2 separate regions of the Aphis gossypii genome follow, and region 2 is linked to region 1. A link is a contact called in public Hi-C data. All regions are on one chromosome and are shown on one strand. The core of a region is the stretch at or near the end of the contact, and the rest is flanking DNA. Distances in the headings are between cores, read along the strand shown. Region 1 holds the start of LOC114125581 (4'-phosphopantetheine phosphatase). Region 2 holds the start of LOC114125612.

What was found. A called contact is a pair of places that touch in the nucleus more often than the background predicts.
Region 2: a contact with region 1 is called in a Hi-C map of whole body, with 3 times the contacts expected there. The contact joins the promoter of LOC114125612 here to the promoter of LOC114125581 in region 1. A contact is called at or near these places in 2 of 2 Hi-C or Micro-C datasets (both in whole body).

What each region holds. Positions count from the first base shown.
Region 1 is chr3:11,967,793-11,973,072 of ASM2018417v2, forward strand. It overlaps LOC114125581 (4'-phosphopantetheine phosphatase), which reads right to left and starts at 1,964. Exons shown (of 12, transcript XM_050204553.1): 1 at 1,734-1,964; 2 at 402-505; 3 at 127-329; 4 at 1-59. The coding sequence starts at 1,881.
Region 2 is chr3:12,137,741-12,143,020 of ASM2018417v2, forward strand. It overlaps LOC114125612, which reads right to left and starts at 2,948. Exons shown (of 9, transcript XM_027989349.2): 1 at 2,718-2,948; 2 at 2,477-2,631; 3 at 2,213-2,400; 4 at 1,893-2,102; 5 at 1,213-1,287; 6 at 1,002-1,140. The coding sequence starts at 2,582. LOC126551405 (a long non-coding RNA gene) reads left to right here and starts at 3,246. Exons shown (of 2, transcript XR_007605303.1): 1 at 3,246-3,406.

The sequences.
Region 1 (5,280 bases), core at 714-3,213:
TTTTTAGTAAGAAATTACATCCTGTTATTAGACACGTAAGTTCATCTTCTTTATCTACTCTGAAATGTTCATAAGATAATGTTAGCATAAATCAAAATATATTTAACAAGTAATAACTATACACACTTTAATCCCAATTTGTCTTGAATGAGTTTGCTATACTTGTATGCCCCACCTCCTGTAGCTTTAATGCTTTTTCCTTTTCGTTCATCACTGTTAACTAAGTTGTCACCAATGAAATCCAAACAGTTTTCAATATATTTTGTTTCAAACTTGACAAAATGTAACCTTGCTTGTTCAGAATATGTGTAAACAAACTTATCATGTTTCTAAACAATATAAGTGTGAATATTTAATTTAATTAATATATAATAAAGTTAATTATTTACAATATATCATACGTCATCCTTGTTTTTCTCATCATTTTTGTCTATGTTATCGGTTGCATAATAAACTCGTCTAAATGATACTGTTGAGTAATATGCTATTTTTGTAAGCGAACCGCCTATAACAACAATAGTATATACATATTAATTCAAAACTAATATTCATAATATGATTAAATATTTAAATTAAATAAATTGTTTTATTAATAATGGTAAGAATGTAAGATTGCATATATTATAGTAATTTTTAAAAACATAATTAGCACTGTCAAACAAATTGATAATAACTGAAATGTAATAAGGAGATTACAGTCTCTAAAGAATAATTTGGGTAAAAATAAACAGTTTAAAACTATCCATGAATATAAGATTTAAAGTATGAATAGTACAAATCTATCAAAATGGTTTATAGCTCTATATTAATAAATTTGTTATTGTTTATAGTTGTATACTTTAAATCCAATATAAAATGATATGGTATATTATAATATGGATATTTTAGCTTGTATATTAACATTATTCTAAAATAGGTTAATAAGGCTTGTAAAATAGGAGATTTCCACTTAAAACTAAACATATACAACATTGCAACAGATGGTCAATAAATTATTTTTTGATTTTAATGTAATAAAATACAATATGAAATATTATATTAAGTAGTTACTCTTTTTCTTTATACAGATTATGTAGAAATATTAATTATAAATATTAAATATTGAGTTAAGAGTGTCAACATACCACTAATTAAAGTACTGATATTTAAGATTTATTTTAATAATTGGTTCAATTAAATATACATTAATTATTTTAATAATTTATTAATAATTTTAATACCTAATTATTTTAAAGTATTTAATTAACCAATATGTGTTTAAAAAAATAATTTTATTTGGTAGCTTAGGTTTTTGAGATAAAATATTAATGATTAGTTATTTACTGTAGGTTTTTAAAAAAAAATTTAAAGAATATACTCAACACTTGAGTATGTTTGATATAGCTACTTATATAATACTTTTGAACACAAAAATGAATACATTTATTGGTTGAAATATTTAAATTAGGCTTATATAAGACCATGATTCTACAAAATTGGTTTAATAATATAATAAAATTATTTTTACTTATTTAAAAAACTTCAATAACTAATAAGTTAATAATGTAAAAATGCCCTTAAAAATGGAATACTTTGGTAATATGTATACATAAATAAATTGCTTTGATTACTAAGTAACAAATGAAAACTAACAATAATATGCACATTTTAGAAAAATGAATATGTTTTGGAAAAATTTAGCTGTAAACAGAAAATCAATATTTGTTTTAGATACTATTGATTGTATAACATACCAATATCAATTGCAAACTGTTTTGCATTTTTCAAATTCCTGAAGACTTCCAAAGTATCAGGAAGCTTTATGCTATTTGGATTTTCTTTTTCTTCCATTGTTATATTCACTAAATTATTTGAGGACATTAAAATTGAGTAAAAGCACATAACTTATAAATATTTTTAAAATATTAATTTTCACCAAATTAAAACAATTTAAACGAGTACTTTAAAAAAACAATTTTAACAGTACATTAGTACATACCAGTTTGAACTTGTTTTTTTTTTCTCAGACGTGGTGAAATCGTTAACTAAAGTAGTTACGGAGAAACGGACTACGATGAATTGACAAAATGTTAAGTGAACATCCAATTTATTACATCACATTATAGACATTATTATTTAAATATTATTAATTATTATCATCGAGTGTTCGAGTAAAGATATCGTTTAGAGAGCACGTTTATTATAGATAATACTATCTTAGTTCGTAATAATATTTTATTATAAACAGGTTACAACTCGTTGCGGTATATTTTTTCATTGGTCGGCTGCGGTAAGGTCGTGTTTGTCCACTTTGTAGGTCACAGATCGCGCCACCGGGATATAGCCCGTCAATAATAATATTTATCATGCATAACATTATACCTACGAGTCGTGATGAGTATTATTCTTCTATTTTTTGTTTCTAACGTTTAGAGCATATTACAGATAAAAAACATAATATAGTTATAGTTATTAAAATTATTATATATTTTTTTTTATCTATGCGCGTGAGTGCTAAAAGTTTCTTTTTTAAACGGAATAAACCGACAACGTTTTTGTTGTAAAAAACCGTAAAAACAATATTGTTTTACGTGAATTTGATGTGTGTGTGTTTTTTTTTGTCTTCAAAAAGACGGTATGTAATTATTTACTACTGATGTGTTCCACGCAGTTTTTTCATTATAATGGCCAAACAAAATACCGATAAAAGAACAAGTAATATTTTATAAATAATCAGAACCGTTTTAATAATGCCATATTATTTATTTATACAAGCCACAAGCAAAATATAACATATGCATTTTGTGTGTGTGTTTTTTTTTGTCTTCAAAAAGACGGTATGTAATTATTTACTACTGATGTGTTCCACGCAGTTTTTTCATTATAATGGCCAAACAAAATACCGATAAAAGAACAAGTAATATTTTATAAATAATCAGAACCGTTTTAATAATGCCATATTATTTATTTATACAAGCCACAAGCAAAATATAACATATGCATTTTGTGTGTGTGTTTTTTTTTTGTACTACTGAAAATGATCGTGTACCTGCCTAATTATAATTTTGAATGATGAAATAATAATATGCCCAAGTAATAACGTTCTATGTAATAATTACAATTTTATCATAACGAAAAAAATATAAATATACAATAGAAGGTTGGCAAAATACTAAATATTCCAACAAAAAAAAATTCTGTGCTTTTTAATACTCGGTCACTCAGGATTTACACTTTTTATAGCTTTTGGTAGTTTTTACTTATTAATAATTATTGTAGTAGTTGTTGTATACATTTATTATCATCCGTTTTAAGGCACGACCCGGAATGCGGAGGGCCCTTAGTTTAATAACAAATCATCGTATAAATTGAAAAACAAAAAGTTTTTAAATAAATCTTGAATGATAAATATATTTGAAATTAAATATTTAAATGTTATGAAACTATCGACAAGAAAAAAAAATTTCAGATTCTTCAGTTATTTGCTTTAATTTGGTACCTAAAAAATAAGACGAGTATTCACTGTTCGGATAGAACACTATCCTAATAAGCTACAGCCCTTATTAGCGAACGGAATTGCAGTGCACATTTTAAGACACACTATTCCGTACGTTTTGTACCTTAGTATTTAGTGCAATGTTGCCAAATTTTTATAAGTTTATTTATTATTATGTATTTGACTTGGTTGTAAGTACGTAACTATTATTGTAACATTTATACCGCATGCTCACGAAGCATGTAGAGAGGTGTTTTCAAATAATGAAATTTAAGTATGTCGATTTCATTTAGGCCAGTGTTGGTAGGTAGTGAAAAGAAATCAATATATTATAAATAAATATAAAAAATAAAATTATAATGTTTAACGGATTAACTTTACGGATAAATTCCGAACAGCATGTCAGCATAAACAAACGAAAACGAGTTAGGAAAGTGGTTAAAACTATTTTTCGGATTGTTATTCCTATCACCACATGAGATCGAAAATTGCGTTCGTTGAACTTGCATCTATATGTCAAATATAGATGTATAAGAATACAAGATACTTACATTATCTGACCATAACACATTGAATACATACGTAGACAGTGCCTGGTTTGTGTGAGCATGTGCAGCTGCCCCAGGCGGAAAATTTGTTAGAAAACAACAATTTTGAAGTTTCTAATTTATTTAGATGTTTAGGAAACATTGAAAAATGTAAACAAAAATAATAATAGTGATGTAGTATAACACCGCTTACCAAAGTGTTATTACATAGTCAGTGAGTGTTCGGCGTATTATTGGAAATACCGTATTATTATAATATGTATACAGCACTCAAGCCGACGCACTTCTATTTTCATTCAGATTATTTTCGAGTATAAGATAAATCGTATAAAATATGTTTACCGTTTACCTACAGCAGTACTCACCCGACACATTGAGCTTGTTGTATTCCCAGTATTGTAATCTTCGAATTATTAAATTTTATACTTTCAAATGATTTATTTGTACACTATCAAGCATTTTTTCTTTGTTACACTATCGCTTCGTAGTCACATTCTTGTCAAGACAATTTGACTAAAAATTAAACGGGCTTAGTGTTTTCTTATAAAGCTTTTATTTTAATCAATAAATTCACAATCATTTTTGCGACAAAAACTCAAAACCGTAGCACACAGCGGTGGCACGCGGCAATGTACGTCAAAATCGCAATAGTGTGGCTTGGTCTTAACTCTTTTTCAAAACACAGCATCACTTTATGCTCTGTCCTGTTAAGGCAAAAATTTAAAAAAAATGAACTACATAATTTATTCTAAAAGACCTAAAAATTAAAATTACCTAGGTATTTAAATTAAAAAACTAGCACAATTAAATACTTAATTAAAAAAAAAAAATTAAATATGTATAAAGTAGTAAATACTCGTAAATGATAAAAAAAAATTTAACATATTGCAATAATTATAGTTTATACAATGATGAAAAATATGTCACGGAAAATTTGTTAACCTGGCGGCTGTCACTGTACGTAGAAGATGATTGTTTATTTCCACCAAAACTTTGAACACAATAGAACCGCCAGAAAAACCTCGGTATCTATATCTAAATACATGTTTTGAAAGAAGTATTAGTTATTACGTTTATTTATTTTTTATTGATGTTTGACTTTATTTTTTTAAGTAAAGTAAATAGATTGGAGAGTTTCCATAGAACATTTAATGCCCAGTTTTTAATCCACACCCTTCTATTCATTTGGTTGTATCAGTTTTGAATAATAATTATAAATAACAAATGGCAACATTGACCAGAAAATCGTACGTAATC
Region 2 (5,280 bases), core at 1,698-4,197, 170 kb after region 1:
CTATATAGGTAAATAGGTACTTGCCAAAATGTGCCTGTAGCCTATATATTTGAATAATATAAATACTACGCTAGATATTAGGTACACTCTCAAACTAATATTGTACTTCAAATATGAATACAATATACCAATACAATGAGTAGAAAGCTGACGATTTGTAAAATAATAAATTATCAGTGAAATTACTAAAATTGAATCGAAAGAAATTAAGGCCCGCTACTTATTATATTTATAACACATATAAATACTAAATAGTGTATTATACAATACCTATACATAATACTAAATTATACAACTTACATATACATGGGAACTATGTCTATGTTCGGCGTAAGCAAGTACCTACTGATAAGGTAATCGACTTCCGAAAAATAATCTTTAAAATAATACTTATAACTGAACAACTATTAAAATAATTTAACATTTGAAAATTACTTCACTAAAATACGCATAATTCCTACAAAATTGTGACATCAGTGGTTTTTGATTTTTAAAAAACATAATTTTCAAACCATTTTACCAACCTTCTCACCCATAACATTATCGTTATAAATTATAATATTAGCAACAACATAAAAATGTATTTCCAACAGAGCGAAATTTTTTCTCAGTATCACAAACAATGCTCGATAGTGCCTTACAATACACCCTGGCGGGCACATCTGAATCAAGTACATGTATTATTATTATTTTGTCAAATCGTTACAAGTTACATTTATATTGTATAAAGTTGGTATACTAGCAAATTATTGATCCATAATTTTTTATGAGTTGTAAAATTGGTATTTCAAGTTTTTGGGACTCTGTGAGTTTTTTTTAGCATCTCAAGGGCTTTACGAAAAAAAAAGTTTGAGAACCGCTGTACGACAGCAACTCAATGTATGCTATACTAAGATATAGTTTAAATTGAAACAAACAAAATTTTAATGGTAAAGCTAATTTAACCAGTATTTATAAACTTTAATTAAATTAAATAAGATTAAAAAAAAATATATAGTTACTAGTTTTAGATTTAGTAGAACTTTGACTTTTTTCATATTCATTTTTAAGAGTATTATAATTTTCTTCTAAGCTTTCATATTTTTGTTTCCAATACATTTCTTGTATCTGCATAGGGTTATCATAGGGTTGAGGTATTAACTAAAAATAAAATTCAAATTTAATATTATTGACTAAAATACTCCAAATCAATGAACATCATAAATAACTTACATGGTATGATAATTTATTTTTATGAACAAAATTACAGTTATTTAGGTCATGTTCATCAAAGTACATTTGAGAATTCTAAAATCATAAAATATAATACTTCAATTTTAACCCGTCATAGGTATCGCTATGTTTTGTAATACAATTGATATCATGTTAGCGTTATGTTAACATTATCATTTTATTGGTCCTGTAAATTATTTAATGTACTTAAAATAGTGAAACAAAGGTAAAAATGTTTATCTAGCTATATCCTAAAATTATTTCATTATTTTATATCAATTTTCATTAAAACTGTATGTATGAAAAATTAAAAACAAATAGAAAAAAATATATAATATAAAAATTAAACAAATCACTGTCTCATAAAAAAACTTGTTTGTGTTATTGCATGTCGGACAAGTAGTAAATGGAGTAGTTTATTTCTGCTAACTGAACGGTACTGCAAAATTTGACTGGTTATAATATTCACAAATAGATGTGTTTATATTAGTTTTGTTGTTATCTCAGTATAATATTAATAGAATAAGAGATATATGGTATTTCAAAACAATTTATTTTTATTTGGACAAGTGGTATTTATTATATGTAAGTTTAATGTTAACAAAACACTAACACCGATACCGATTAAGGATTAAATAAACACATAGTATAAATGGGTACAATCTTATAATATACTTTACTTTTAATTTATTCTCAAGAGTTAATGTAGTTTCTTTCAATTGAGTTTGAAGTTGAAGGATTTCTGATTTTAAACTATCAACATATTCATTGTCTAGAGAATTTGTAAAAGTGCATGAGTTAAGTTTATGTCGACGGAAACAATGATATTTCAAATAAGAATTATCCATGAACATCTTTCCACATAACTCACAAAGTGCCATTGAATCTACCTAGATAGATAAATATTTATTTATTATTTATAAGTATTAATAATTTTTTTTAATAATTTAATTAAAAGTTATTGATGTCAATCTTCTTAAAATTAAAACGGTATACATACTTTTTCATTGAACTTAAAAGTTGAATGGTTTTTGTAATGTAACAAAAAGTCTATTATCAATTGTGAAAGACGAAAAATTTTTTTAGACACACTCATTTTTTCAATATTGTAACTAAGAACACTGGCTACAAGCTTTGACAAACTCTTTACATCAGCGTTATCAACTATATCACCAATGACAAATTCTTCTACACAGATCAATTCAAAGAAAAAACAATATTAAGATATTATATAATATATACCTATGTATTGTATGAAAATTACCTAAATATTCCCAATCAACCGATCCATTATATTGATTGAATCGAAACCCAGTATTAGATGCTATGTGTTCAAAATCTGAAGTCACAAGTCGCAAAAAATCATCCATAGTTAAGTTATCGATACAACGTTGTACTTATAAGGTGGAATCTCTTTACCTATTAAAAAACATCAACATTTACATCATTGGTTAGTTATACATGATAACACGTAAAACAAGCAATCGTGAAATCGAATTACCTACTTAGTTACAGAGATTTAAGCCAACAACGGTCTGTATAATTGTGTAATTATAATTAAAAAACGGACGAATCAAATTCTGTAAAATAACTCATCGTGTTTAGGATTTCTGATCTAAGCTTGTAGCTTATAAAAATTAAAAAGTCATTTTTTTAAAAAGTAACATTGTTCAATGTACATTCTTCAACTCAATGAATCAGCCATAAATTATGATATAATAAACGATTCAACAGTAATTAATTGAGTTCGGTAAAAAAATTTTAAACCAAACAATCGTTGTTATCACTGATTCACTTTCACTCAACGAGTAGCGAACGAATGATAACGTTAAAAATTAAAAAATGATTAAAAATTTGAAATGAGAAATACGGTATCCAAATGTTTGGTATGAGTGGTATGACTGTTATGCCAAATGCTGAAATGCCTCCAATACACATGCTGTCATGCGGTTAAAAAAAAAAAATAGACTCCTGAGGAGAGCGACTTACACTGAGACTGAATTAAGACCAAAGTACAAACCACTTTCACAAAATATCCAATACTCAATAGTCATTATAGAGATTTTATCGTTAGGGTCGCAGCGTCAGTCGATGAAGACGTATCACACAGCGTAGGGGCTCCAGTTTTTTTAACCGTGTTTACCATCTGTAAAGAATATTTCAATTCGATTTCATACCAAATTCATCGGAAAAAGTAAGTGAATTTTATGCTGTATTGTTTACATTTATCAGCAGACCGAAGAACTAGCATAACGTTTTCCGTTTTTTATTTAGTATTGTGTTTATATGTACATAATAATGTGGTCCGGTCAACGTTTTCGCGGTCACGGCGGTGCTATTTTTTTAATAATAATAACAAAAACCGGTTTAATATTATGCGATACTTACATTTAATGATATTAAAAAAAGTATACAAAAAAATTTATATTTCGAATACCCAACCCAAATTTACCGGTTTTCAAAGTGCAATACCTGTTAAAAAAGATGATTTATCAGCCTAGGATATAATTCCCAGTGGTTGATGAAAAAGGTGATTTACCTATGTTTTAATGACCTGAATACCTACACCAAAATTTAAGTTCTTTTATAATTATTGTAAGCCAAACTTATGGAAAATCTTGCATTACATTTTCAACTCTTAGCTACTTATACAAACAACTTTATGAATTATACTTAAAAAATAATTTGCAAATATTCACGATTTTGACGAATTGTTGTCAATATTTGAACTTCAAATGCTAATAATAAAAAACTGTGCTTATGTATTCTTATAATTTTTTAATCGCTATAAGAATAACTTATAAGGAACTTTGTATTAAATTTTCTAGTATTTTGACTCGGCTAAAAAAATTTTATCGATATTTATATAAAAAAAAAACTAAACAAAAACGAATACCTACTTCAAATGTATATAAATAAGCGAAATAATTAAAAAATGAAATCATATAAAGAAAATGCTAATCTAAATAACTGGTGACATTTTCAAGTATATCTACGACTTATACTTTTTGAATTATAATAAATAGGTATTTAAATTCGTTTGAAGATAAATCGTTATCGTTAGGTACGCGATTTCGTAAACATTTAAAATTCAAACGCACATAACATTTTTCCTATTTTAATGTTTAGAGATTTCTCTACAGCTATTTGAAAGAAAATTATTTATGAAAAACTTAGTGTTGAATTATTTAACCTTAAATAAAATACAAACAATTTTATAATTTTTCAACTACAAAATTACTTGCAAATTTTCGTGATTTTGATACATTTCGTAAAAATTTGCAGTAAAAACGCTTATAAAAAAAATTACGACTAACAATTTTTAATTTTTTTTAGCTACAGTAAGAACAACTCATAAGGAACCTTGTATTAAATTTTCAAGTTTTTTTGGACGCCCAACATTTTTTTATCGACACTTCAAAAAAATAATCCTTAGAAAAATCGAAAATTTCAATTGCCTATAAATAGCTCAAAAAATATCAAAATATTTTGAAATGTTAACTATATATAGATAACTAGAGTTAGGATGTTGATGACTTTTCATTTTTTTTCCTTTCATTTTATACAATGCTATCTTAGCTAAAAATTTGGTTCATGCTCCCTTGATGCATAATATTCTAATTTTATTTTGCATTTTTTGCTTTTTTGTTCATTTTTAACTATAAATGCATTTTTTTATTTTTTACGTCATTTTTAAGTCATTTTTGTAGTTTTTATTCATGGGGGGGGGAATTTTTATCAAATTTTTTATTTTAAAGAAAATGTATTTTTAATGTAACATTAAAAAAAAAATTTTAATATTATTATTTTTATTTTTTTATTTATATTTTATTTTTTAATAATTATTAATAATTTTAAATAATCCTTAAAATATAAATGTATACTATTGTTTATTAATATTATAATTCATATTTTAAATTACTATCACACCCATACCTCTTGTAAAAATTATTATTTTTAAATACATTTTTTCACCTATTTAATTAGATATTTTAGATGATTTTTAATTTCAGTTTTTGAAGTTGTTAAGGCAATTTTGTGTGTATTTTAGGTCATCAACATCCTAAC